5 separate regions of the Mus musculus genome follow, and all the other regions are linked to region 4. Evidence: chromatin contacts called from public HiChIP or PLAC-seq and promoter capture Hi-C data. All regions are on one chromosome and are shown on one strand. The core of a region is the stretch at or near the end of the contact, and the rest is flanking DNA. Distances in the headings are between cores, read along the strand shown. Region 1 holds the start of Zfp248 (zinc finger protein 248). Region 2 has its middle 110 kb from the start of Cxcl12. Region 3 holds the start of Bms1 (BMS1, ribosome biogenesis factor). Region 4 holds the start of Zfp637 (zinc finger protein 637). Region 5 has its middle 160 kb from the start of Cxcl12.

The links. Promoter capture Hi-C pulls out the DNA fragments that hold promoters and counts their contacts. HiChIP or PLAC-seq counts read pairs in DNA pulled down with a chosen protein or histone mark.
Region 1: a contact with region 4 is called in a FOXA1 HiChIP or PLAC-seq map of pancreatic cancer cells. The contact joins the promoter of Zfp248 here to the promoter of Zfp637 in region 4. A contact is called at or near these places in 3 of 39 promoter capture datasets (the 3T3-L1 cell line, liver and pre-B cells), 2 of 115 datasets of contacts at active chromatin or transcription factors (the NIH/3T3 cell line and pancreatic cancer cells) and 1 of 9 other capture datasets (pancreatic islet).
Region 2: a promoter capture Hi-C map of the C10 cell line shows a contact between it and region 4, with 2.7 times the contacts expected there. The contact joins the enhancer-like site here to the promoter of Zfp637 in region 4. A contact is called at or near these places in 5 of 39 promoter capture datasets (the 3T3-L1 cell line, the C10 cell line, the SN4741 cell line and 1 more), 3 of 115 datasets of contacts at active chromatin or transcription factors (cardiomyocytes, large pre-B cells and pro-B cells) and 2 of 9 other capture datasets (liver and macrophages).
Region 3: a promoter capture Hi-C map of neural stem cells shows a contact between it and region 4. The contact joins the promoter of Bms1 here to the promoter of Zfp637 in region 4. A contact is called at or near these places in 13 of 39 promoter capture datasets (the 3T3-L1 cell line, 3T3-L1-derived adipocytes, the C10 cell line and 7 more), 1 of 15 datasets of contacts at CTCF or cohesin (large pre-B cells), 7 of 484 Hi-C or Micro-C datasets (CD4 T cells, CD8 T cells, the N1E-115 cell line and 3 more), 4 of 115 datasets of contacts at active chromatin or transcription factors (the 230-238 cell line, large pre-B cells, memory CD8 T cells and 1 more) and 1 of 9 other capture datasets (liver).
Region 5: a promoter capture Hi-C map of the 3T3-L1 cell line shows a contact between it and region 4, with 6 times the contacts expected there. The contact joins the enhancer-like site here to the promoter of Zfp637 in region 4. A contact is called at or near these places in 5 of 39 promoter capture datasets (the 3T3-L1 cell line, embryonic stem cells, hippocampal neurons and 1 more), 1 of 115 datasets of contacts at active chromatin or transcription factors (stem cell-derived neural progenitor cells) and 1 of 9 other capture datasets (adipose tissue).

Annotation. Positions count from the first base shown.
Region 1 is chr6:118,454,006-118,459,092 of GRCm38.p6, forward strand. Zfp248 (zinc finger protein 248) reads right to left here and starts at 1,501. Exons shown (of 6, transcript NM_028335.2): 1 at 1,411-1,501; 2 at 672-906.
Region 2 is chr6:117,277,248-117,282,793 of GRCm38.p6, forward strand. No RefSeq gene overlaps it. Among named protein-coding and RNA genes, the nearest start is that of Cxcl12, 110 kb to the left of the region's middle. RefSeq lists an enhancer at 1,962-3,162. Within about 2 kb of position 2,259, at least 33 of the 459 cell types and tissues checked have an H3K27ac peak or open chromatin away from gene starts, as enhancers often do.
Region 3 is chr6:118,417,689-118,423,512 of GRCm38.p6, forward strand. Bms1 (BMS1, ribosome biogenesis factor) reads right to left here and starts at 1,729. Exons shown (of 23, transcript NM_194339.1): 1 at 1,600-1,729; 2 at 721-929. The coding sequence starts at 896.
Region 4 is chr6:117,839,710-117,845,033 of GRCm38.p6, forward strand. It overlaps Zfp637 (zinc finger protein 637), which reads left to right and starts at 1,472. Exons shown (of 3, transcript NM_177684.3): 1 at 1,472-1,559; 2 at 3,544-3,683; 3 at 5,316-5,324. The coding sequence starts at 3,614.
Region 5 is chr6:117,324,524-117,330,304 of GRCm38.p6, forward strand. No RefSeq gene overlaps it. Among named protein-coding and RNA genes, the nearest start is that of Cxcl12, 160 kb to the left of the region's middle. Within about 2 kb of position 2,533, at least 35 of the 459 cell types and tissues checked have an H3K27ac peak or open chromatin away from gene starts, as enhancers often do.

The DNA.
Region 1 (5,087 bases), core at 251-2,750, 610 kb after region 4:
CTGAATGAATGCAAACGCTTGTTTTCCCTTAGCACCCAACTTACAGGAGAATTAAAAACATGAGACAATCTTTTTAATTCAGCAAATGATAATCTAAAGGAGGAAAGGCTATGGGCTTGTCCGGACTGATGATCAAGGAAAATGAGGGAGTGCGGAGACAGCGGTGGGAATCAGGAGGTTTTGTTAAATCTAACACCATTAATCCCTTGAAGTCAGGTAAGTCAAGGAAATGAACGGGGCTTTTAAGGCAAGATAAAAATTTCAAAATGTATTTGCTTACATTCCAAGTTGCTTGCTTACAATTCTCAAAACGATCGCTTGATAAGAAACTTGCACCTCAAAGAGACAAAATATACAGCCATCTGCAGGCCCCGGTTGTGTCACTAAAAACCTGCAAGATGTTGAGATTCTCAGGACCCACCTACACTACTGTCCGATGGAAACATATGGCCATAATAGCAAGCGTGTCCCTACATGCCACCTTCACATGAGTCAAGAGTCTAAGGGACCGCCTCTCCACAGTTAACCAGGTAGGAGGGATGCATAAGATGTGGAGGTAGGGGCAGTGATAGCAATTCCGGACCTGTGAGCCTTTCACTCCCAATCGTTTTCCAAGAACTAGCATTCCATGTGCAGCCTGTATGCACCCATCTCTCTCAACTCCAGCTCACCTCTCTCCTTAAACTTGTCCCAGACTTTCGGCGAGCACACAGTCTTCCATGGTTTCAGGACACTGTCATTTTCACAAAACACATGAGCGAGAACCAAATTCAGAACTGGGATCCCGGGTGTGTGAGGGGGCAGGAGGTTTGGTGGCTAGCTAACCACTTTCCTCTTCCACTCCAAACACTGCGCCCTAGGGACCAGTCCAAAGGCCCCCTGCGAGGGTGGGCTCCCTAGTAGTAGCTTAAAAATAAAAAAAAAAAAGAAAAAGAAAAAAGAAAAGAAAAGAAAATTGCAGCAAGTATTCGTAATAGTCACACTGTGCACAAAAGGAAACCGAGTCTCGGGTAGGTTATTCTGTCCCAGTAATTCATTCACTCGGGACCTGGCTTACCCGCTCGCCCCCCACATCCCAGCATCTAGCCCCAGCAGCCAGAGAACGGATGCGTCACCGCGTCACGCTCGCGCCATGCGTGAGTCAACTCCTCAGGGTTCCGCCCAACCACCCCGCATCTTCCCCGCCTAGTGGGCAAAATGCGCAGGCGTAGCACGAGCTAGAGGCCCTAGATTAGCTCTGCAGAAGTGCGGGACTATCCGGATCCCGCAAGCCCGAGCCATGGAGTCCCAGCGCACCCCGGCGTTTCCCCATACAGCCCTCCACCCCGCTGGTCCCTGGTTGCTGCCAACAGCGACCAGGATGGCCCGAGCTCCCAGAACCCTCCGCCCTTGATGCTGTCTAAGGCTCACCCGCCGCTCCTGCAGTGCACCGTGCCGAAGGCCAGGAGTTGTTTCCCAGGAGGTACGCGAGGCCACGGATGGACCAGGAGCAGGACTGCAGTTTGCGCATGCGCAGAGGAAGGGGCGGTGCGCCCAACGGTGCTCGTAGTGGGGTCTCCACGTCCAGTGTTGGAAGAAGGACTGTTGCCTGGAAAACGGAGTCAGCTCCTGTCTCACTCTGTATTGTAAAATGATGCTGTTGAAGGCGTCTAGAAACCAGGGTTACTTTATGTAAGAAGTAAAGGTGTTTGCAGTGTAAACACGACCTTGTCAGACTCATTTCCCAGGATGGGACTTTCTGGTACACCGCGACAGTTTTCTGTATCTTTATTCTATCTAGCGCCAGCCTTCTGTCACTACCCTGGGGACTGGGGATCAAATTAATATATTTTCTACACTCAAAAAGAAGGAAAGATGTGTTAAAAATTATGTTGGAATGTCAACTGGTGTTGGAATAGTTCAGGACTTGGTCACTTTGCTGAGATTTCATAGGCGTGGCTTCCCTGTCCTAGCTACAAGACACAATCTCACATCAGACTTCCCTATCCTCTGGCTCTTAAAATCTCTACCAGGTCTTCTGCAGCATTGCTCGAGCCTTAGGTGGAGGAGTGTTATATCAGTTGGGCTGAGAACTCTTCCCTCAGTTGCTCACTGTATTTTGACAAGGTGTGTCCTTCGGTAATGGTCTCTAACTGCTGTAAAAAGAATGTCTTTGTTAAGGGATGAGAGCTACGCTTACCTGTGGGTATAATGATACGTATAGGGAATGTAGTTATGAATTGTGCTACTTTGGGACAGTGGCAGTGGTAGGGTTTCCTATAAGATTCATGATCTCACTAGCCTCGTGCTATAGGCCTCGCTTCTCTCCTGGCATCCCAAGATGAAGAATTGCAGACAATCAGCAACTACACACACACACACACACACACACACACACACACAGAGAGAGAGAGAGAGAGAGAGAGAGAGAGAGAGAGAGAGAGAGAGAGAGAGAATTAGTCTTCCCCAGGGGTGAGCCCCATGAGTTGTTGTCCAATACCAAGTGGTCAGTCAGTCCCCAAAGGCATACACCTGCAGGCAACACTGAGGGATGCAGAAGTTTCTATTTGTGTGTGTGTGTGTGTGTGTGTGTGTGTGTGTGTGTGTGTGTGTGTAAAAAGAGTGGTTAAAGAAAAAAGGCTGTGGAGAAAGGGGAGTTAGATATAGGGTAGAGGTAGAAGGGAGGACAGGGAAGGGGAAAATTATGTAATATTTTAACTAACTAATTAGTTTGTGAATGTGAAACAAATTTATATAAAATCCTGGAAAGTAGTCTAAACTAAAAGATCATCATCATGAATATTCTCTGGATAAAAGAGAGAGAAGCCACAACCCTAGTGCTGAATAGCATTAAAAGGATAGCTGCTTCTGCTGGGCCAGGCTGACCATCCCCAGAAAGATGTTGGTCTCTCGCTACATAGACAGTTCAAGGCCCACATGGGCTGCATGAACCTCAAATCTTAGGGGGAAAACAGATCAACATAGTGTTCACACATATTTAACTCAAGTGAGCAGATGATGTCTCTGAGGAACACTTATTATGAAAAGAAGTAAACTATAGGATTTATTCAACTCTCCCTTCTCCAGTGATTTTTCTATTTTTGCTCCAGGAACAAATCCAAAAATACCAGAAGTCCCTGAAGGCACCAAGCCTTCTTAGTCTCTCCCAGTTCATAATGGCTTCTCCATCCTGTCCTCCATTGCTTCAGGATACTTGAGATGAAGCATCTCATTGCTCTTGTTGGTTCATCCAGCGTTACCTACATTAGTATGAACTTGTGTATTTAGTTTGTTCTCGATGACTGTCATTCTGTCTACTTTGCTCCCTCCCCATCCTCCCTATAGGCTGATTTATTCTCTGTACTATATAGTTTTACCTTCCCCAGAATTCCAAATAAATACAAGTAGGTTTTAACGTGGCTTCTGAATTTGACTTCTTTTATGTACACCAAAATCATTTCAGAGCCATTCATGTTATTATTCAATGTTTTAGGTCAGGGCCTGTCCTCTGACACTTTTTATTTCATGATATGATCTAACAATAGTATGTTATTCTGAGCCTCAGCATTCAAACATTGGATATTGGGAGCTGTTAGATCTTTTAACATATCCTTGTTACTTTTGAAAAGCATTTCCTAACTTTCTGATATCACAAGATGGTACAGATTCAACCTGGATTTTCATTACATAGCCCTAGAACCAGCCATTTCTCAAGAACTTAGAGACTTTGATATCTTAGCTTTTTAACTGCACTCAGTGCTCTGGGGCATAAGGATATTTAAATTTCTAAACAGATAGAGGTACAAAATGGGTGCTTACATATCCAACTTAGAAATATCTGTGTAGTTACATAAAATATTGGGAAATCATAAAATATTTGACAGCAGTAAAGTGTTTCTGGATGTTCGATGACTAATAGCTCTCCCAAGGCTTTTCTGGATACACTTGCCCATGATGTGTCAATAAAACCTCACACATACCCTTGGTGGTTAGCTGCAGGTGCATCCACCATGGTCAGAACAGTATTGATGTTTGGGAAGCAAGAAAGCATTCCTGTTTGACTTAACTAAGTAGTTGGTGTTGGTTTAAACTGCCTTGTTGGCTAAGGCTAACTTTGACAAGCCACAAATATTTGTATTATTTCACTTTTGTGGTTTATTCAGAGAGGATCCTCTGCTTTCTTCTGAGAGATACCTCTGAACCATTGTGGAAATTCCCAGATAAGGGCCCATTCCCTTTCTAGTCTCTCAGTTGTAAACTTCTACCCACATTGGCCTCTGGCAGCAACAACTTACTCTCAGAAAATTGATTAGAGTCTGTCCTCTGGTAGCTTCTGTTAGACTAGCATGGTTGCTGACCAAATCTTACCAATGTCTTGTTTGTTTGTTTGCTATGGCAAGAGCTTCCTAGAGTACCATGAAGGAAGAACCATGCTTATAGGTGGGCTTTATAAAAGATCTACATTGCCTGACCCAAGAAATTTTAAGGGAATCGGAGCTTTTGGTGGTTGAAAGACTTGCAAAGCATCGTCTGGAGATGAAACTGTAAAATACTAGAAGAAATAAACTTGACACATAGGTTAAAAAATGTATGAACTGAGTGGAAGAAACAGAAAAATGCATATGACTTGTCCCTGAGAGGAAAGTAACCTGGTCAGTATGACCAGCTTCAAACCCCATGACCTAAATCCTCCTTTTGTTTCTCATTCTCAAAAATCACTGGCATATTTGATGTTTTAGAGATGTTGTTGGACTTGTGAAGATTTATTGCTATAAGGTATGCTGATTTGAATAGGTCTGGCCTCCATAGACTCATCTGTTTGAATACTTGGCCCATGGGGAGTGTGACCTTGTTGGAATAGGTGTGGCCTTGTTGAAGAAAGTATGTCACTGTGGGGGTGGGACTTTGATATCTCATATGCTCAATCTCCACCCAGTGTGGAACACAGTTTCCTCATGGCTGTCTTTGGATCAAGATATACAATTCTCAGCTTCTTTTCCAGCAACAAGCCTGTCTGGACACTGGCATGCTTGCCATGCATGCCATAATGATGATGGACTAAACCTCTGAAACTGTGAGCCATCCCCAAGTAAATGTTCTCCTTCACA
Region 2 (5,546 bases), core at 1,009-3,508, 560 kb before region 4:
TTTCTTTCTGAGTACCAGCTCCATCGGCGCTGTTACCATTCCAATGACACATTGATAGACTACAGGCAAGAGGTGGTCTGCTTCCTTCTGTCTCACACCTCTACCTCTGAGGTCCTCTGGGAGCCTTTGTTCTGAGTCTTCATCCAGACCCACACCAGTCTGCACACACTTATTCTTCGATGCAGCAGGTTCTATGCAGACCACCAGCATCAACTGAAACCAACGTGCTGTCAATAGGCAAAAGCCTTTGGGTATTTTGACTAAATCCAGACAGGATCTGTGGCTTATTTATGAACTCACGTGGCTTTTGACTTCTGCCTTGTTTGCCAAATTGCTGACATGTTCTTAAATTACCCGGTTTGTATTTTTTTCCCTTCTTCTCTGTTGCTTGAGAAGATAAAGCCTCAGGCATGTGGGCTCCCTCTGCTCACAACAGGGGACATTTCACTGGCTACTATCACCCATCCAGAATACATGGATCATCTGAGCTCAGCGTTTAGGCCCCTAGGAGTAAAGACTAGAGTGTGGCGAAGACAAGAGGACGCATCTTTTGTTTAGCACACACACACACACACACACACAAATATGATAGAAAATTTTGTGAGAATTAAAGGAACTCCCTGCAGGTTGACTTTTCGTAGTCTACAGAGATCTAAAGAGCTATCGGTTGCTTTAAGGGTTGACAAGATGGTGAGCATTGGAGATGGGTGGCCTGTAAGTTTGGGGAATGATGAACTTTGTTTCTTAAAAACATTCCAAAAGGTTTTATTTGTGACCTAGTCTCCATAATTCCACCCCTTCTGGAAGATACTACCCATTCCCAAATTTACCACTCCCCGGAGGTTCAGATTGGGCCTGACTAACATATTGTAACTTACCAATTGAAGATGGGGATTGCTCCGCCGTCATTCTAGTCCTACAGTTCTACTCACAGAGAACATCAAAGGGGGTTAGAGAGAGCAGCAACCTCCCACTCTGGATGGTCATTTCCTAAAAGGGAACTCTCACTTGCCTAACCTAAGTCTGTTTAGTTGACACCTGTAAATTAGCTCTGGATGTTAAAAGCATCAGCCTCTGGCCTCTCTGCCTTGGAATATCCACACGGCCCCAGGACATCCATTGCTGGAATGTGCTGGTTCAAAATGGGTCCACAAATTTCAGGAAATTCCTTTCAAATGGTAGATCCCTCCCGATAAATGTGGATAGACTTAGTATCACACTTTAGTCAGATTAAAGAAAGATGGAATAATGGGTTCAACCCTAGACAGAGAGGAACTGCTGTATACTGAATTGCCATGAGCTTACCCCAGACAACACTTAGGGATTATCTTACAGTTCTGAGAGCCAGAAATCTAGGCACCACATGACCGAGTCTCCTACCCAGAGAATTACAAAACTGAGAGCAAGGTGCTGGCTAGGACTGATCCCTCCCTCCTAGGGCTTGTGAGGCTGTGTCTAGCTTTGGGTCCTAGAGTTACAGACTGACAGCTTCAAGAACTCTCAGCTCTTAGAACCTGTTCTTGAGACCTTGAGAACCGAGCCCCATCCACGACATGAACTTTGTTTATTGAATTAGCGTTTCTACCTTCAAACTCTCTAACGTGTGTTAAAAGGCTGTCTACAAAATAGTATCTCCTGGAGTATACAGGGTTATCTTGGAATTCTGTCTGCCACAATAAGTCATCAGGATCGCCAGCTCTAGAGAAGACTAGCTGCCATACATGGAGGGTATCCAAGCATCCTTCTGCAGAGGCCCACACAGGTACCACCTTGTCCAGCTCTACCCAAAAGCCACACGAGAAGCTTCCTAAAAACAAGTTCTGTAGGCCCTGCTCAGTCTGCAGATGATCCAACCTCAGCTGCCATGCCTTCTGCGACCTCGGTATGGGCTCTGACCCATGGCCACTCAACCTAGCTGCTTCCAGGCCCCTAGCCCATAAAGTGCTATCACATATACTTACTGACTGGAAAAATGCAATGGTTTGAATACTAACTCATGCGCTGTCTGAAATTTTAGGAAATCAGTTGTTGACAGTGAGAAAATGCAGCATTGCAACATTCAAGAAAATTCCAACAGCATTGCTTTCTGCCTTCCTGGACTCAAAGACAGGGGGCTCATTTGGGCTTTTGTCACATTCTCAGTTATGCTGTGGTCACCACTGGCTCCTGTCCCTCTTCTGTGGGAGGTGACAAGCCACATTGCCAACTAACCAGCCCATTCCCTGGAGCCTTGCTGCTTCCTGGTTCATTCCAAAGTCTTCCCAGCATCTTCTCTGGTTCTGATTTGTCCTCAGCTGCCCACTGAGAGCTGAGCTTACCATCTGGCTAGCCTTCTGTGGCTGCCTTGCTTTTCTGCCACTGACTGTCCCTACTTGTGCTGTTGTTGTACATGGGATGTGACCTGAGACCAGCATGATGAGTGAGAAGAAAGGCAGGGACCTCCCATCCTCGGCTTGACTGCCGTGGCTTCATTTAAGCCATTTCACAGTAGGAAGGGAAACTCGTGATGCTAGGCTGTTTCCCCCTCCCAGAACTGTGAACCCAGCCCTAGATAACAAACCATAGCATCTCTGCATCCTCCCTCCTTTGTCAGTGCCACCCCCATTCCCTAGAAATTTCCAGATAGTGTGGAGAATCCCAAGAGCCCAAAGTGGCCAGATGCCTGGCGTGCACCCTGCTCCTAGAAGAATGAATGAACAAGACTTGGCTTCAGACCGTCCCTTCTTACCGCCTGATGGAAACTGGGAACAAAGGACCCTGTGAGCTCCCCCTCCACCGCGTACAGAGCAGGGAGAAGCTGTCTTTCTGAGCAGTAGCAGATCTGTGTGACATGCCACTCCAGACGAAACAAAGCTAGAGCCCATGGCTATTAATACTTCAGGCCAGTTCATCCTGAGCTGTCAGTGGCCACAAAGCACAAGGTAACACAGTCCAGCTCCCGAGCCAGCCTCGGCCTCTGTGAATAATTAGCGCTAAGTATGAGATGTGTGGCTGGATCTAATCTAACCCAAGCTCAATTATTTCACTCAACTGATTGGGTCCTGCCTGGAGCCTGTTCTTCCCGCCTTGGCAGGTGTGCAGCAAGCGCCAGGGACGCACTCCCTGTCCAAATGGGACCGTGTGTCTAGAAAGCAGCTACAGGAACCTCTGAGAAATTCGATCCTCCAGCTCCGGATTCACTTTCCTGCCCGCTTCTCACCTAATTCCCATTCCAGAAGCAGGATGCTGGGACACACACACACACACACACACACACACACACACACACACACAATTACAAGAATGATCACTAAAATAGGTTGGCAATTGATGCCCAAGCTTCATCCCTTGGCACTGACTGTATACACTCTTTCCCCATCTGCATCTTCTGAGGTCTCTCATTTTACAGTAATCTTGAGCCCTTTTTTAAACATTCCAAACACATCCCTCCATCTTCCTTTTGCCTCTTCAGGCTCTTCACTTTCCTCGGGCCACCTTGCAACCTGGGCTATAGAGTGTCTCTAGTCCTGAGCTTAGATCTTGAGGCCATGGAAGTCTCCTTAGAGCACATCTTGCCAGTGTCTATGTCCAGCCTGAGTCTCTGTGTGTAGTGTGCTGCCTCCTCCTTTGGGCACTACTGAGCATACCTCTTCTTTCTGGGAGCAGAGCCTAAGCAACCCCAGGTTCTCAGGGTTCAGGGCCCCCAGGTGAGTCCTGGCCCAGGTTTGGAAGCAAATGGGAAAGATCCAGCAGGGACCCACATCTATCTGTTTCTGTGCCAGACAGGCACAAGCAGGATGCAATCAGTGTCTTCTCCCTAGGACTTCTGCCCTGAATTCCACATGTGAACACACGCCAGGACTCTGCCCTACACTGACACGATAAAGACATACGATTTGGAACTAAGAATATCCATTGGCTCATATGTTTTCTCAAAACTGTGACTCATAGGCTAAGATGTTGTCAGTGAGACAAAGAGCAAAATCATGCAACTTGGGCATCAGCTAGAGTAAAATATTGAAGTAATTAGTTAACTCAGTTAATGTGAGTTAAGCCAGATAAATTCCCTGGCCCCACATTAAAAAATAATAATATATATCATTTACCTCTTGTGCCTTGTGCTTTTCCCTATCCATACAATGAGGACAAGGAAAGTACCTACCTCACTTGGATGCTTTGAAGATTGAGAGAATGCATAGCCACAGCCTCAAGCACAGCCTATTGCATCCCCACCCAGCACATCTAAGCTAGAATAAGGGGACAAGACGTTGCAACAGAAATAGAAGCAAGTTCAAGATCATAGGTCACCAGAGGATGTGACTGGCAGGGCTTTCCCGGGGAAAGACTGGGGCTCTCTTCAGGAGTTGCTACATAAGGATTTGCTGAACTATACAACATGGGGGACAACAGAAATCCATGGGGCTCAGATTGGAGGCCAGCAGATTTCCAGTATACTCTAATAGAGATAAAGACAGGGAAAGACAAGCCCACCAAAAATGTGTTGCCTGCCCTGTGCTAGGAAGAGGGTTGGTACCCTGCTGAGATTGGAAGGTGAAAGTCTTTGGGGTGCTAGACCCCTGCTGCAGGCATTTTTGGGGGATATAAATCATCGGGAGTGACACACTCCATAAAGCATGCTCTGCAATGACAACAGACTCAGGGATATTTCTCTAGAGCAGCCTTTCTCAACCCGTGGGTCACATAAGACCTTCCTCCATATCAGATACGTACATTATGATTCATAACAGTAGCAAAATTACAGTTATGATGTAGCAACAAAATAATTTTATGGTTGGGGGTCACCACAACATGAGAAACTAAAGGGTTGCAGCATTAGAAAGCACTAGTTGAGAACCACTGGTCTACAGTGAGAGGTCACAGTTCTTAATGGGGACATAAGGAACTTGGACTTAGTAAAGGTGTCAGTTGCTTTTGCATTTTGGGCAATGACCTAAATATTTGTAAATTGCCTGGAATGTTCAAGGTCCTGGCTCAGCCCATGGGGAAAACCTGCAGCTAGCTAATTACAGAATGGCCAAAGCATGCTTTATTTCCCCCTAGGATGTAGAAGGAAATGAGAGCACTTGATGAGCCCATGGGAGACTCTCTGTTGAACCTGCTAGATAAGCCAGTATGGCTGTCAGAGTGAGTCCCCACCTGCCTCACAGGACCAGGTCACCTCTAGGTAGCGTTTAGGCACTGTGGGGCCTCACTCCCAGTTTGGACATCTGGAGACTGTGTAGGAAGACAAATGATATTGCCATGAGCAAAGCACAGACCGTGGCATATTAAAGATTCTGATGAGGGGTGTGATCCATCGGCTAACTCGATATGTCTCTTGCTGGTGCCCTATTTGTAAAGTATTGAGAGGCAGGGGGACTATTTGTTCCTCTCCCTAACTCCAAGTATCCCAGCTGGGAGAGAGGCTGTGTTGTATGATGTGCTAGTGTGTTCAGGCGGCTGTAACAAGAGATACATCAGTCTAAGAGGCTCACTAGCAACTAAAACTTTAATAAGTTTCTTTGGCAAGAAGTCCAAGATGAAGGCACCAGCAAATTTGATGTCTA
Region 3 (5,824 bases), core at 479-2,978, 580 kb after region 4:
TATTTTAACCGGTTAACTTCTAACCCCCTCCTCACCCAAAAGTTATTCTTCAGTAAAGATAAAACAGATGACTAAAAAATAAAGTTAATAATCAAACACATCATGACACTGACTTGGCTTTAATGTTTAAGAGAATTAAGGGGAACCATAGTGACGAGATGTTATAAAACAAGTCAGGTGTAGGAGACAGGGTAAATGTTCTATCAACTGGCTATTGAACTTGTGCTCTGAATCTGTTTTCTTATCCACAGATGAGAATAATTCCTAACTTCTTAATGCTGTTGAAAGAATTCAATTAGGTAACATTTAAAGAAAACTGCTGGCTATATATTATTATCTCCCTAAATACAGTTATTTTAGTATTTTACATTAAAAGTATTGGGGGGGAACCACCAACACTTTAACTGCCATGGAGATATGCAAAGTTTAGGAGATTTTTTTGTGTGTGATCTAAATTGTGTAAATTCTTCTTCTTGGACAAGAAAGAAAGAAGGACAGAAAGAAAGAAAACAAAGAAAAAAGTGGGGAAAGGCAAAGGGCAGGTGTTAGAGGGAAAATGTTTCTTTGACAGAGCTCTGACATTTTAGGAAAAGCCATACGGCATGCCTACTATGGCATGCCTACGTCCTTCAGACCTGAGTTAAGACTCACAAGGCAAATGCCATCTGGGAGAGGCTCCCAGTACTTAAGGGAAGACCCACTAACCCCAGGTAAACACACCTGTGAAAGGACCTCGCCATCCGCACAGCTGACTGCACTGCGAAAGCTTTGGGGTTTCTCTTCCGGGCATCCTCTTCATCTCCAAGCTGTAGGTCTTGCAGGTGCCGTTTCTTTTTCTTCTCAGCTTTAGGCCCACTGTGCTTCTTCCTATGTTTCTTGTGGTCCTTGGTCTCCATGGTGGCTATTTATCTACTACAAATAAGTCTTACCTACACGGAACAGGGAGGACGGTGGTGGTAATCAATTATAATCAGGGTAACACAGGAGGGCAGTAATTTAATTTACTTAAGTGCTGATGTATTTGTTCATTGAATGGAGGTAGAAAATGTTTAGCCAGTATCTTCAAATTCACGTCCCTTTCTTACGCCATAAAGTATAAGAGTTAGCAGCACCAACACTATCCTTCTTATGTTTTATGTTGAAGCCATTTCGACAGTGCTCATTTTTTGTAATGACAGAAATACATCCTACCTGCTGTTCTCAGTACAGAAGCCTTGTGAACTACACGTGGTTACAGAGAATTTCAAGCGTACCTTCGGAAACTGAAAACTATCTTAAGTTTAAATTAATTTTAAACTTAGTCGCACGTGACTAGTGCCTACTATTCTAGGTAGCTTAGGCTGAAGTGTCCTTTTAACTTAAAACGAAAACAAACATACAAGTTTAAGACATCCGAACAGTGCTGAGCAGACTCGCCTCTCAGCTCCTGGAGGAAGCACATTTTCCCCTCCCGGTGATCTATTTTTGCTGGGAGAAGAACACGCAGCCGAGCTGGGCAGGAGCCCTCCCTGCTCGAGTGACCCGCTCCCCATCCAGCACTGCACGAACCCACGCCCTCCACACTCCCGGGAGCACCTCTCCGGCGGCCGAGAAACTTGCCTTCCAGCCCAGACGCAGCCTGGGAGCAGCCTGTCGGGAGGTCGAGGACCGACCGAACCGGGAAGCCGACGGGGCTCGCGAAAGCACTCGGACTCACGGCAGCAACCGCTCCAGCCCGCAAGCACGACGCCGGAAGCGGAAACTGTCCTTCTGCTTGTACCCGTCGGAGGGAAACGAGCAAAGAAGAGGGGAAAAAAAGGAACCCGTGGACGGACGACTTTCAGGGGAAAGCCGGAAGTAAGCTCTGGGTTGGCTGAGGGTTGCGCAAGCGCACTTTCAGATTTCGCACGGACTGCCCTCTCCTTCGGGTCCCAGCCACTCTGAGAGTCGGGCTCTCAGCCAGCGCGACCTGGCTTCAGAGGATCCGCGCGGCGCTGGGCCCTGGCCCGCTTATTTGAGTAGCAGAGGAACGCTGGAAGGACGCCCGAGTCATCGCCAGTCCCAACTTGAAAGCTGTGAATTCCGCCGCCCCATCCGCTAGGCTACCGCTCCCTGTCACCGCTGCCAGAGCTGTCCTCACGGGTTTTCAGCGCTCTGCTGCCCTCTTGTGCCAGGACCGACGGGCTGAGGGCAGGGTGCTCCTCTGTGCTCCTGGAGAGGGCGTTTTCTTCAGAAAACGTCTTAGCTTGCCATTTTGTGTGCATGTGTGGCTATGTGTGTCGTGTGTCTTGTGTCTCTGTGCTCAGCCTTGCATCCCCAGGACTCAGTCCAGTCCTGGGGAATAGCCCTCAAACCCCCAGTCCCGGTTATTTGCTACAGTTATGCTGGACTCAAAACTGAGCTCATCTCAAGGAGAATAAGAAGTAGGGTTTTTTCCTTGCGCCAAATAAGAGTGACTGCGGCCTGGGAATACGGATTCAGGTTCCCACAAAATAGCATGTTCATGCAAAACACAGCTCTCACCTCAATGAGCCAAGAACATGGGTTCAGTTGCCTCAAAGTCTCCCATTTTGTACCTTTTAATAGCACACCAACACAAAACAGCTCTAAAGGTTCATATGGAAATTATGAAACAAAATCAAAGGTTTAGCAAATGATAGTTTGTGAGGTTGGCCCTCCTATTTCTCTCTCCCCATCCTTTGACTATCATTCCAGTGACCATCATTCTAGCCTTTCTGCACATTCCAGAGCAACGCCCCAATTTCTGCAGGAAGTAGTTATAGAAAAGACTACATTGCCCTTTATCATCAACAAAAGGATTGGAATGTAAGATCGCAAACTGAGGACAAATGGCTGACAGAGGTGTCTATTGAACAAGTCAAACAGCCCTCAGTCCCAACCTGTGACAGGGTCATCCTGCCTGGCAACTATCCCCCTAGCTGAACCACCAAATGAGGCCTATGAGAAATTTCTCATACAGTCCAACGCTGGAAGAACTCAGGGCAGACACCATAGTGCTTGCTAACTCACTCATTAGGCTTATGCTTGCCTTATTTTCTTACATAGCACAGTATCACTTGCCCAGGGAATGGTGGTACCCATAGTGGGCCTGGCTATCCTAAATCAATTAATAATCAAGTCCAGCCCTCCAGTCATACCTATAAGCCAATCAGATTTATGCAATTCCTTAACTGAGACTTTCTTATTGGACCATCATATGACTCTGGACTGTGTCAAGTTGACATTGAGAGGTAACTAGACAACTAGTCAGTTAGTTTTCTTAAGGCACTAAACACTAAGGACATTTTTCATAGGCATACTAAAGAGATTTTAGCATGTTTGTTTCATTATCCCCAAATGGTTGCTTAGAACGCAATGGCTAAGATATGGAGCTGCAGAACATTCTGTTACAAAGTAGATGCCCAAAGATGCTGGGAGTTAGTGGACGGGGGTTGGGTGAGAGACATGGCCTTTGACATAGGGAATGGGATCCACTTTAATTCTGAGACACTGGAGTTAAGGTGCCTGAAGGCGTGTGGTGTGAATGTTGACATTTGAGTATGCTGGGGCTTGGTGTGCATGACAAATGTGGTATCTCTCTGGGGGTAAGCTCTCGTGAGTCCTGAAATATTAGAAAATGTGTTCTATGTAATCCTCAATAAATAAAAAAACTTTTGAGTGAACAGTTTGTATCTCTAGTTAAATAGACAAGTCACATTTATGACACTAGATAAGGCCATTTTGTTCACTGATACTATTTTGTGGTGGGGGAGAGGTTCAAGCCAGAGTTTCTCTGTATAGCCCTGGCTGCTTGAAATTTGCTCTGTAGAAATTTGCTCTTTGAACTCAGAGATTTGTCTGCCCCTGCCTCCTGATGTCACCAGGAAGTGAAAGGAAGCTGAATCCTGTGTTGGAGGAGATTAAGTTGAATTAAGGGAGTAGCAACCTTGGGGCAAGATCCCACTCAGCTAAATTTAGGTCCAGACATGATAGTACAACCCTTTAATCCCAGGAGGCAAAGACAAGCAGATCTCTAAGTTCAAGGCCAGCCTAGAACACAGCAAGTTCTAGGTGAAGAAAAGCTTAAGTCCAGGCATGGTGATACATACCTTTAATCCCAGTGCTTAGGAGACAGGCATGCAGATCTCTGAGTTCAAAGTCAGTCTACAGAGCAAGTTCCAGGACAGACAAGATTAGGCAGTAAAGGAGTTGGAAAACAGAAAGCTGGTGATAATGTAGTAGAACAAGGGACTATGGTCCAGCCCCAGAAAGCAGCAGAACTTGGGAGCTTTGCCCACATAGCTCTGGCATTAGAGTCCAGAATAGAAGGGACGATTGGGACAATTGATGCCGAGTAGCTGGAGCTAAGAAATTAGTGGTAACTAAGAAGAAACCAACATCACTGAGGTGAAATCTTCTGGGAAATTTTTTTCTGACAGCACAAAGAAGCTGTGTTCCAGATATAACCAAGTTTATACCTTGTGCTGCAGCTGGACATGGTAATGTGTAAGAGTCTCCCAGTTGGTACTGGTTTTGAAGGTATGAAGGGGTCATAAAGAGCAGCTGAGGCCTGGCACTGTAAGAGACCATGGAATATAGTTGATGGCCTAGGACTGAAGAGATCATGTAAAGGATTTGAGGCTTGGCACCGTGAAGAGAGCTTTTAAGAGACTATTGGTGAAGCCTAGTTGCAGCAGAAGACACCAGTGTACTAGAGATGCCAAGACCATGGATGATTACCAAGAACAGCAGCAGCAATGGAGTGGTGTCAACCAGAGCCTACAATGCTACAGAGGGGAGAGCTGGAGATTTGACCCAAGCCCTTTGGAAGAGACCACAAGATCGTGTGTAGATCCCAGATATTGGAACAAGAAGCTGTGAATTTGAAGTTGCCTTTGAGATCCGAAGATGTTTGAGATGCCAGAGCCATGGGATACCTGCCAAGGAAAGCTGCAAAGAGGGAGTGGAACCACCCCAGCCCTGGAGAAAGAAGTGTGTTGAGTTCTACATAGATGAAAAAGAAGTGGAAATCTGAAGACCACTTTGACATCAGACATGGAGATATTTGGAGTTTGCCCAGCTGGTTTCCTGTCTTGCTTTGGGGATTACAGTTAAGTAACTGGATGAATGTCAGAAGAGACTTTGAACTTTGGACTTTTAACATTATTGAGGCTGTGATAGACTATGGGGGCTGAGTTCTACATAGATGAAAAAGAAGTGGAAATCTGAAGACCACTTTGACATCAGACATGGAGATATTTGGAGTTTGCCCAGCTGGTTTCCTGTCTTGCTTTGGGGATTACAGTTAAGTAACTGGATGAATGTCAGAAGAGACTTTGAACTTTGGACTTTTAACATTATTGAGGCTGTGATGGACTATGGGGGCTTTGGAAGTTGGTCTAAATGTACTTTGCATTATGCTATGTTTAGGTATGGCCCCCATAGACTCATGCATTTGAACAAGCCTATTGGGGCCAGGGAGTGGAATGTAATGGCTTGTATATTTGTGGCTCAGAGAGTGGCATTATTAGGAGGTGTGGCCTTGTTGGAGTAGGTGTGTCACTGTAGGTGTGGGCTTTAATATCCTAGTTCTAGCTGCCTGGAAGCCAGTATTCTGCTAGCAGCCTTCAGATGAAGATATAGAACTCTTAGCTCTTCCCATACCATGCCTGCCCAGATGCTGCCATGCTTCTGCCTTGGTGATAATGGACTGAACCTCTGAACCTGTAAGCCAGCCTCAATTAAATGTTGCTCTTTTTAAGAGTTGCCTTGGTCATGGTGTCAGTTCACAGCAGTAAAACCCAAAGACAGGGTTATAATTTCAAATCTTCTACTATATGTATTT
Region 4 (5,324 bases), core at 222-2,721:
CAAGTGTTAAGATGCAGGTGGTGGCTGAGGACTATGCCCCATTTAAGATCTTGGCAAGAACCATGTGTCTAGGGACTCTGATCTTTCAACCCCAATCGTAACCACTCTATCAAATGGATCTGGGCCAGTAAGATGGTGTGTAGGTAATAGTGCCTGCTGCCAAGTCTGATGACCTGAGTTCGATTCCCTGTAGGAAAGGGTGAGCCCACTCATACTAATGATTCTCTGACCTCCACAGGCACAGCAAGACACCCCTCACATCCACACACTAAACAAAATGGGATCTTTTTTTCCCAAAAAATACGTGTACCCAAGTCCTCAAGGCTGTTAAGAGAATCTTTGCAGATTTATGAAGGAAACATGAGTTCTTGTCTCCCCTGATGGCCCCCTTTTCCTACCGATGCTTTGTCAACTAAAACTTGTCCTAATCCCACATCTGGTCTCACAGAACAGAGATGTCCTGTGAAGTCAAATATTTCATCCAGTCTGACACATGTAATTCTGGGAAAGGAACAAGGGCACTGCAAGAGGAACATTTCTTATGGTCTCTTTCATTCAATAGGATAGCTAAATCTACCAAGGGAAGACTCTGGGGGAGGCTCACTACGAAAGAAGTCAAGTCAGGGCTCCAGGGTGAGACTAATGTCCTTTAGAAAAGCTATTAGAGGCAGGCAGTGGTGGTGCACGCCTTTAATCCCAGCACTTGGGAGGCAGAGGCAGGCGGATTTCTGAGTTCGAGGCCAGCCTGGTCTACAGAGTGAGTTCCAGGATGGCCAGGGCTATATAGAGAAACCCTGTCTCGAAAAACCAAAAAAAAAAAAAAAAAAAAAAAAAGGCTATTAGAAATGCATATAAATAAATGCAGTCGATGGACGTTTAAGGCATCTTAAAAGAGATTTTATTGAATGGATGCTCAATTTCATCCACGCCCCTCTCAGGACCAAAAGGGCTACTCTCCCATCTCTAATAACTAATTTTAGAGTGTTCAAATCTCAACCCTTGTGTCATTAACTTCTTCAGTTAGGAAGACAATGTTAGTGTCCACTCAGGGAATACTGTTCCCTCGAGTTCCCTTGGCTCAGAAAGTCTCCCGGGCCCCGCGTAGGTGCCCTATGGGGTCCTGGAGCCGTCGGACCTGGGCTCCCCACAAGTGAGCGCCCTGGGTCGTACAACTAGTCGGGGTAGTACCTAAACTCCGAAGTCCTGCAGTGCCTCGTCCATCTTTTGGGTGAAAAAAAACTTATTACACGGACCAGAGAGTATTCCTGATTCTTTGTCCGAAATACTTGGTCCCGGCTCCTATAGGGAACCCTGAGTCTTCTGCAGTTTTAACGTCATAAGCATTCCCAAGCTTCAACCACCGCTCCTCCACAGGACGGCGCTCCCCAACAACCAGAAGCAGCCACCGCGTTTCTGCCGCAGCTCGGTCGCGGCGCTTCCCACAGTGCCTCGGGGCGCGCGCGGGCTCCTGGGAGTTGTGGTCCGGCGACGCGCAGCGTTGCAGCGGCTGCTACGGGCTCGGCGCCGGCTTTGTCTGTCTGCGGGCGCGCGCCGCTGCGGTGAGTGTTGCTGAGGCCGGGGCTGTGCGCCCGAGAGAGGGGGCTGTGTCTTGAGCCTGCTGCTCCGGCCAGGGCGCGTGAGCAGGCCAGGCTGGCCGTCCGGGCCAAAATCGCCAACCGCAGACAAGGGTGCGCTGGTCGGAGAGCGGGTGGGCCGCGGTGTGCTGCGGAAGGGTCCTGCTGCAATGTCGGGGTCCCTGGGAGGCTGGGGCCCCGCGAGCGTGGGAGGGGCCACAGGAAGGTCCAGCTAGGCCAGGAGAGCAGAGTTCACGCCTAGGGAGAGAGCCTAGCAGGGAGTGGCGTCCAGCGTGGGGGGAATTCATCCTCACCCAAAGCTCCTAATCGCACGTTAAATTGCCTCATTAGATTTTTCCCAAACCCTACAGATCACCCTGTCTGTCCTCCAGCCCTCTCTCCTGAAAAAGCACCATTTTAGGTCTTGGATTTGTAGGGCGTGTCTCAAATGTAAGAGATCCCTCACTTTCTGGTCCTCAGTTCTTCCGAGAGCTAGCTAATTGAGATAGTGTTAACTTGTTTACTAAGAGAAGAAACTGGAGTCGGGGCTGTTAGGTTGTTCTGCTACAGGGCATACACCGAGGGAAACAAGGCAAAAAATTCAAGTCTCTCGGGGCCTAATTCTGAGCTGTGGTAACATTTCTGATAGGAAAAGCAGCGTTTTGTGTTACGAAATCACTCTCTTTCAATATCTTCAAGAATTTGATTGCTCTGACTTGAACAGGTTCTTCCTTGACAATTTCCTGTTGTCAGTTGTCCTGCTATTAATCAGGGAGTCTGGAGACACAGCTGAGGCATGTTGGCTACTTCTTAGCAGGTAGAGGAGTTCAGGTATCTACCGTGTTCACTCATTTTGACTTAACCATGTTCTCTAGACACTCCAGAGACAAAAAAGTCCAGCCCCAGGGAGTAGCTACCATGTGCTTTTCTTTGTGAATCACAGGGGAGTTTTGTTGGCTTTATTTTTAATCAATAATATCTCTAAGTGAATGCATTTGCAGCATGACAGGGGACCCCTTTATAGCTTGTGTTCCAAGTTGGAAGTGAATCCTTCAAAGATTTCTTGACATCAGGCTATATAACTGAATGGATAGAAGGGTTAGCTATTTGGTTAATAAAATAGAAAATCGTACCATCAGATTGCTAATTCATTAAGCTAGGAATCCAGCATTTTGACCAGACATACTGAAACAAAGATTATACTGTACCACTATGTAAACAAAGTGTACAGATTCAGGAATTTGATCCTTAAATAAGCATTCCATGGGGGGTGGGGGGAGGGAGTGGTGGTTTGGGTTAAGAGCCTACTAAGAATTACCAGAAGGTAACAAGACCTTCTTTGTTAGGTCCTTGTAACTTGAGGGGAGCTGAAAAGGAAAGCTGGAGCTATTTCTTCCTAACACCAGTCAGGAAGGCTGGTGTGCTGACTTCTTGCCTGGAAAGTAGAGAACCCCAATTTTTTATCAAGACCAAATGCAAGCAGAGCGGCCCTTACCTGGGGACTAACAGTACAGTAGGCACTCCTACTTCTCTGCTATCTGTTTCCCTCTGCCTCCTTGCTCCTAGATTCATTTCTGTTTGGTCAGTCCTGCTATCTTCCCCACCCCCACCCCAGCCCACCCTGCCCAAACATTTATTTATGATTATATGTAAGTACACTGTAGCTGTCTTCAGATACACCAGAAGAGGGCATCAGATCCCATTACAGATGGTTGTGAGCCACCATGTGGTTGCTGGGAATGGAACTCAGGACATCTGGAAGAGCAGCCAGTGCTCTTAACCATTGAGCCATCTCTCCAGCCCTCCAGTCCTGCTATCTTTAGCCCACTTTGCAGTGACATTACCTCAGAAAGTCTGGATTTCCTGTGTTTACACTCCAAACTGATCTCAACTCTCAGGTCTGCCCTTTATTGTTTGTTTTTTTTTTTTTTTTTTTTGGTTTGGTTTATTTATTTTTTCTGTCCCTCAGGTTCTCCAGACCAGCCCATGGAAGAATCATATGAAGAGGCGGTGATCAAAGTCAGCGAGCAGGAGTGGACATGTTTGGGTTCCCAACAGCTACCCTGCTGGACTGTCATGGAAGATACGCCCAGAATGTAGCCTTTTTCAGTGAGTGAGTCAGCTGGTTGCTGGGATGACGTCAGAGCCCCTATAAGAAGATGCATTCATTTGGTGAAGCTCACTGCTCTACAGGTTGCAGGGAAAGCCTGCAAGCTGGGATTGGAAATGATAATCAAAACAAAGCAAGAAAACAGTTTGAAGCCGGACAGTGGTGGTGCATGTCTTTAATCCCCGCACTTAGGAGGACGAGGCAGGCGGATCTGTGAGTTAGAGGCTAGCCTGGTCTGTAGAATGAGTTCTAGCACAGCCAAGGCTATATAGAGAAACCCTGTCTTAAGGGAGAAAGAAAGAAAAAAGGAAAAGCAATTTGATATAGAGGTGATGTTGGGGTTGTCTCAGGCTGAATGAACCTTGAACTCTGAGCTCTAACCCCGAGTATGAGACACATAGGGAAACAGGGAAGAGCTAGAGTGCACGGCCTTGTCCATTTCCAATGTAGCTTAATAGGCCAGAATAACGTGGACTTTAAAAGAAAGAATTCCAATCCTGTTTGCAGTATTAAAGAAGTTCCTTAAGCTTCAGGCTTTTCATCTGTACACTGGAACAGACAGTAAGCTGCATCTTGTAAGAATTCGAGGCCTAGACAGAAAATATCTGAAATTATACCCTCATTTTCTGAGATCATGAACGACTGTTAGAGAACAGACTGAGATAGGGCCACTGTGATGAAGCCATTGCAGTGTTAGCCTAAGGGCTTCCCACTGGGAGTGTTCTCGCCTTTGCTTGGCTTTGCTTGTTTTAAAGGGGTGCTTTTAAGGTTTTAAAGCTTTGCTCCCTCCGTATCCTGACTCCACACCTGTTTGGGAGTCACTTAAAACTTAGATAAAAGGCTCTGTGTGATTCTCTATAATTTCCTTAATTTTATGAGCCCTTTGTTTTATTTTGTCTTTTTGGACCAGGCTTTCTCTGAACCCCTGGCTATTCTGGAACTCACTTTGTAGACCAGGCTGACCTTGAACTCACAGAGATCCTCCTGCCTCTGACTCCTGAGCACTGAAATCAAAGGTGTACACCACCACTGCCTGGCCTTATGCACCCTTTTTTGGCTTATAGCTTGGGGGGTAGCACTGGCTGTTCTTCCAGAGGTCCCAGGTTCAATCCCAAGCACCCCCTCCAAAAAAAAAAAACAAAAAACTAATAATAATAATACTGTCTACTCCCCAAGAATGTGAGAGGCTCCATTAATTTTAAAGGTGAGCTATGGAGCATGCTCATAAATGAACCCCAGAGTAACGGTTATGTGATCGCCCCATGCTCCCAGTTCCTTATCTATAGCAGTCTCGGGGTGGGTTTCAGGACTCAGTTATGTACACGGAGCCCAGTTCCTTATCTATAGCAGTCTCGGGGTGGGTTTCAGGACTCAGTTATGTACACGGAGCCTAGTTCCTTATCTATAGCAGTCTTGGGGTGGTTTTCAGGACTCAGTTATGTACACAGAGCCTAGTTCCTTATCTATAGCAGTCTCGGGGTGGTTTTCAGGACTCAGTTATGTACACAGAGTTCGTAGGATCATGCCCGGCACATCAGAAGCCCTCTAAGGATTATGTTTCTCTTCTCCCTGTTCTTCTCCCTGTTCAGCATATTGGTGCATCTTACATGACTTCCCTCTCGTTTTACCAGATGTGATGA
Region 5 (5,781 bases), core at 1,283-3,782, 510 kb before region 4:
TCTTGGGACATAGATGTAGGGTGTCGAACAATGTATCTTGTCATTAAACTCAATTTGGACACTGTCTTAGTCAGGGTTTCTATTCCTGCACAAACAACATACCAAGAAGCAGTTGGGGAGGAAAGGGTTTATTCAGCTTACACTGTCCACATTGCTGTTGATCACCAAAGGATGCAGGACTGGAACTCAAGCAGGTCAGGAAGCAGGAGCTGATGCAGAGGCCATGGAGGGATGTTACTTACTGGCTTGCTCAGGTTGCTTTCTAATAGAACCCAAGACTACCAGCCCAGAGATGGTCCCACCCACAAGGGGCCTTTCCCCCTTGATCACTAATTGAAAAAATGCCTTACAGCTGGATCTCGTGGAGGCATTTCCCCAACTGAAGCTCCTTTCTCCGTGATAACTCCAGCCTGTGTCAAGTTGACACACAAAACCAGCCGGTACAGACACTGTCTACCTGGAGTTGGTACCAGATCCTCAGACTGCAGACTCAGTTCCCAGGACTGACCTCACATATTTCAGATGCCTCAAATAGTCTTGTTTGTGTTTCTGGCAGACAGACTGTAAGCAGGGTTTCCACACCTCTGCTTTGGTCCACACAAGTCAGGAAACAAAAGCTATTTAAGATGCGTAGGGAAGAGTCTCAGAGCTCCCACGCCCTTACTTCTTCACACTCTGCCAGCACTACCAAGACTTCTGCCACCAGAGATCCTCTAATCTCTATCCTTTTGAGTTTTCATGGAAGCTTCATTAGAAAACCAAGATTGATTAAGTGACTGTCCACAGATCACCATCTTATCTTTAGCTCCTCCCTTCTCCCCAGGTTGGAGATGTTACAAAATGCCCCTGCACCCTCATCTTGCCGGTCTCTATGGTGACCAGCAGCATCCTGATGTTTTGTGGAGGCTGCCAGCTAACTCTCAGTCTTTGACATATAAAGCAAACCACATCTTCCTGAAGATTTTCCTGTCTTTAAAAGTTGTTTGGAAACCAAATATATATTTCACACTATCATTAAAGACTGATGTGGGATTTTCAACATGTTTTCTAGTTTATAGAAATGACCAAAGTTTTGCTTTCTTTCCATCTGTAGAACTTTTAGAGGTGAAAAGAAAAAAAAATGGACCTCCTCCCTGTAAGACTCTCTGAAATAATTTCTCAGACAAACAATAGTAATTAGTATAGCTTGATCTTTTATAAGAATAGTAAGTAAAGACATAAGTCAGGGTAAATTTAAGTGAATATCCCAAAGTATATGCAGCTATCTGCTTACCTTTAATTTTGTGCGCTTTCCTAGTAAATTTAATTTTTATTTGAGAGAGGGGGGGATCTGGAACATTCAGAGATGCTTAAAGAATATTTTCTTAAAGAATGTATTTCATTTTAAGCCAAAGTTTATAATTACTGGGGGGAAATTCTAGAATTCAAAGTCTGGGAATTGAGGGAGTGGTACAGCAGGGACTTAGGAAGTGTTTTGGCTAAAAAGCACCGTCTCCTTCTTTGGTCCCACAAGGTAATTGGGATTAGGAAAAAACCTGACCTCTCTCCTTCATTTGTATCTGTCTCCATGGTTATCTTATTATAGAGTACCTCCCCCACCCCGTTCCAGATCCCCTAACAATATTTAAAGCTGTCTAGAGATTTCCAGACACTTTAGATCCTGGGAAAAATAGGGTTGATCAATAAACACCTTATGACTAAGGACTAAACTACCACTAAACAGACATGAGAGCCATTGTCTGCTATGGTAAGCCTGGACCCTGGAGCAGAAGTGACCACTTCATGAGAACCAGATTGCTCTCCTCAAATGATGACAATGACTAATTCAGAGTACGATGCAGAAGCAGAGCTGAGTGAGGACCAACCAGACTACACCTGGATCAGACTGCTTAACTTTGCAGATCTCTTGCCTCTACCCCATTCTTCCACTTTAACCTAAAATGCATGTCAGTGCCTTGAAGACAGTCTTGGGGCTCCCTTTATCAGTTCCTCCTTTCTCTCCTTTTCACAGCTAACTCTGTCTTTAATTAACATGTTGGATGGCAACTGCCCCCTCCTGCCATTAGCACTCTGCAAGCCCTGGCTTTTGCTCTCAAACTTAAGCCAGAGATAGACTTAGGCTGGGTTTGAAGGAAGAGGCGGCCTGGGATTTTGGCCATCTATTTTCTCCTCTGTCATTTGACGGAAGCCAGTGTTACTGCTGGATACATGGAGATTTTGGGGTCACATTATAGGGATCTATGTGCATCGTCTCTCACTGTTTGTCCTGTGAAGGAAGGAGAGAAGAAACCGCACAGAGCTTGTTGGGTTTAGTCATCCGTTTTTCTCATGACAGTGTTTAACTCTTTCACACACACACACACACACACACACACACACACACACACACCTATCAAGTACTGGAGGCCGTGCGAGGATCCGCAAATGAAGAGAATGGAGCTTTCTGCGTTTTCTTTTAGCTCATAGGACACAGCTCAGAGCCCTCACAGCAAAGGAATGACCTGTGACAATGGGAACAAAGACATCACACTCTCCACTGGCTTCTAGCTGCCTTGTATTTTTGCCCCACCCAGCCACACATGGTAATTAGTCATGGGTTTTGGTTGTTGCAGAAGATTTTCTTAAAGTGTGGGCTAATTAAGACATCCCTTTTGGCGAACCTATCTGAGATTAGTGGTTTCTTGATTAAATTTATTTCTTTCGAGTCTGCGTGATTCTGAACTCCTCCGTAGGCTTCATTGCAAGAGTCCAGCAAGCAGACTGATCATGCTTACAAACTTGGAGCTCAGAAGGATTTGGCAATATTGGTATTTTCTTTTCTCAGCTTTCCCGGATTTTTGGCTTAGGCGTTTGTGCCCTTCATCTGCTCCTCATTAGAACACCATCGGCTCTTGTTTGAGAGTTCTCAGTGCCTTAGTCAGAACTAAGAATATCCTTTCCTCCGGACAGCAGCCATGGACTTCCCAGAGCTCTGACAGAAGGGGAAGGAGCCGGGCCCCTGAGAGACTGACAGCACCCACTTTATGGGGTCATGGGAAAGACAAAGCCGAGGGCATTTGACAGGACACTAATTCAAATGACTGACTGACTCTCAAGAGGAGAGCTAAGCCAGCTCCAGGCATCAGCTGCTTCTGAGGCGCGTGAGCCATGAGGCACACATCTGCCTGAGGGAGGCTGCCTGCCGGCACAGGCCTTAGTTTGAACTTGGAAGGGAACAGTCCATTCATCCCTTTTCTGAGTGTGCACATCCATTCATTCGTAGTACACAAACGTGCCTTCGTCATTAACAAGTGGGAAACGTAGACGTGCACCAAGGAATTGTTTGGAAATAAACATCTTTGTGGTTTATTAGAGTTGTGCACTCTATTTTTATGTCCATATACCCAGGGTTGTGTAAAGATTTCATGCAGGAAGTGTTTGTGAGTGGAAGACATTTAAGAAGTTCCAGGTGACGTAAGAGAAGTTGATGACTTGCCTTCTGGGGGCTGGAGACCCAAGATCAGGGTGTGAGTGTGACTTCTTCCTCCCGAGGCCTCTCTCTGTGGCTGAAGATGATGGCATCTTCAACCTGCGTTGTCACATGACCTCCCCTGAGTGTCTGTGTCCTAATATCATCTCCTTATGCTTGATTAGTACTGACACCAAGGTCCCCATTTTAATTTAATTATTTCCTTAAAGACCTTGACTTGCTTGGCATGGTGGCCCACACTTTCCAGCCCAGCACTAGGAGGCTGAGGCAGGACAATTGCTGAGTTTGAAGCCAGTCCATTCTGCATTGTGGCTTGCAGGCTAGGCAGAGCTCCCTAATGACACCTTGTCTCTAAAAACATTATTCAATTTTTAAAAATTAAAATAAATCTCATTTCCTAATATATTTTGGGTCCTCATTAAACCCATCATGCCAATAAGAAAAACACTATTTAGCTTGTAACGAAAGGTAAAGAGGAACGGGGCAGCTCCTGCCTTTCCTAACCCACCTCAAGCCCTGTGGTTAGATTTTGGTTTTGCTTTTTGTTTTGTTGTGTTTTTGTGTGTGTGTGTGTGTGTGTGTGTGTGTGTGTGTGTGTGTGTGTGTTTATAAGCATCTGGGGGACAGAGGTTGACACTGGGTGTCTCCTAAATTAATCTCCACCTTATATTTTTTGAGATTAGTTGGCCAGTGAGCTCCAGACACCCCCTGTCTCTGTCAGAAAAGCACCTCTGGGTCCACATTTTGTGTGGGTTTGGGGGGATCCAGACTCAAGTCCCCATGTTTGTGCTTTACTGACTGAGCTATCTCCCACCCCTCATTGTTAGGTTTCATAGTCGGATATCAATCACTACCATGGTATGAGTGTGCCCCTTAAGTATCAAGTATTGAAAAATTAATCCCCAAAGCCGCATATTAATACTATTTGGAAATGAGACAAAATGCCTTTACGATGACAATGAGTATCAGATGAGCTCATCGGGGTGGGGCTCCGTGATAGTATCAGTGGCTTTATAAGGAGTGGAACGCAGAGACTGGAGCTAGCAACTGCGCACCTGCCTGGCATGGGATTCCCTGGACCAGGAGCCCGAGGAATCCTCCCAGATTAAGCTGTTTGGTCTTAGCTTCCTAGGCTTTAGATCCACCTTTTATTCCTCACAAATCATCCACTCTGGATGTCTAGTTACAGCCAGAAGCAGACTGTGAGGACCATAAAGCCATTGTTATCACGATGGCAACACAAATAGGCAGCTTTGTCCCCAGGTACTTAGAAGTTTCTATGGATGCTGTTTCTTTCTATCCCCACAGCAGCGATTGAGGTGCCCTCTCTCAAGCCTGCAGCACCACGAGCAGGCGATCCCTGTCAGGGCTCCCACTGCTGGGTTTATCTCTCAGTCATCCTTGATGCGGAGAGCTACAGTTTTCATAAGAAAGCATGTAGAAGCTTGTTGATCGACCTCTGGTGGCTTTTTAAATGAACTTGGGTTACTTCTCCTTTGGCTCATTTATTTTAAGTGCTCTACTAATGGGCTTATTTTTAGTATATCAGCATTTGCGTGGAAGACGCAGACATGGAATGTTATTCTTTGAATGTGCTGCTGAGTGGTGCTTGCTAGTCTTCACTGAGGAATCCATGCCTTGCCATCATGACTGAAGTAAGCCTGCCATTGTAAAGTCCAGATTTAGGCAGTGGAGGCTTGAGAAACCTCTCATGATGCTGTGCTGTCTGGAACAGTTTATATAATTCAGAGATTTATCTGAACATTGCCAGCACTGCCACCAGAAACATTCTTGCCAAGTCCCTGCCAGTCATTTCTGCTGGTATCATTCTATTCAAGGCTTCTATTTCTTTTCTTTTCTTTCTTTTCTTTTCTTTTCTTTTCTTTTCTTTTCTTTTCTTTTTTTTCCCAGACAGGGTTTCTCTGTATATAGCCCTGGGTGTCCTGGAACTCACTTTGTAGACCAGGCTGGCCTTGAACTCAGAAATCTGCCTGCCTCTGCCTCCCGAGTGCTAAGATTAAAGGCGTGCGCCACCACGCCCGACTAAGGCTTCTATTTCTTAACTGACTTAATAAATCTCCTTTTCATATGGAGGAGCCACACATGTTTAAAAACATATTCCTGTTAACTTATTCTTAAAGGTTCCCTCCCTGCTTGAGGTCTGTTCCTCCCATTCCCAGTTTTTCATTTGTCTGCCTTCCATTTCTCCTTCTTCTTTGATACTAGCCAAAGGCATCCGCACAATGGCGGGTGATTCTTTTTCTGAAGTGACAGTGTTTACGTTTATTAAAGCAGTTAGTTGAAAAGTTCTT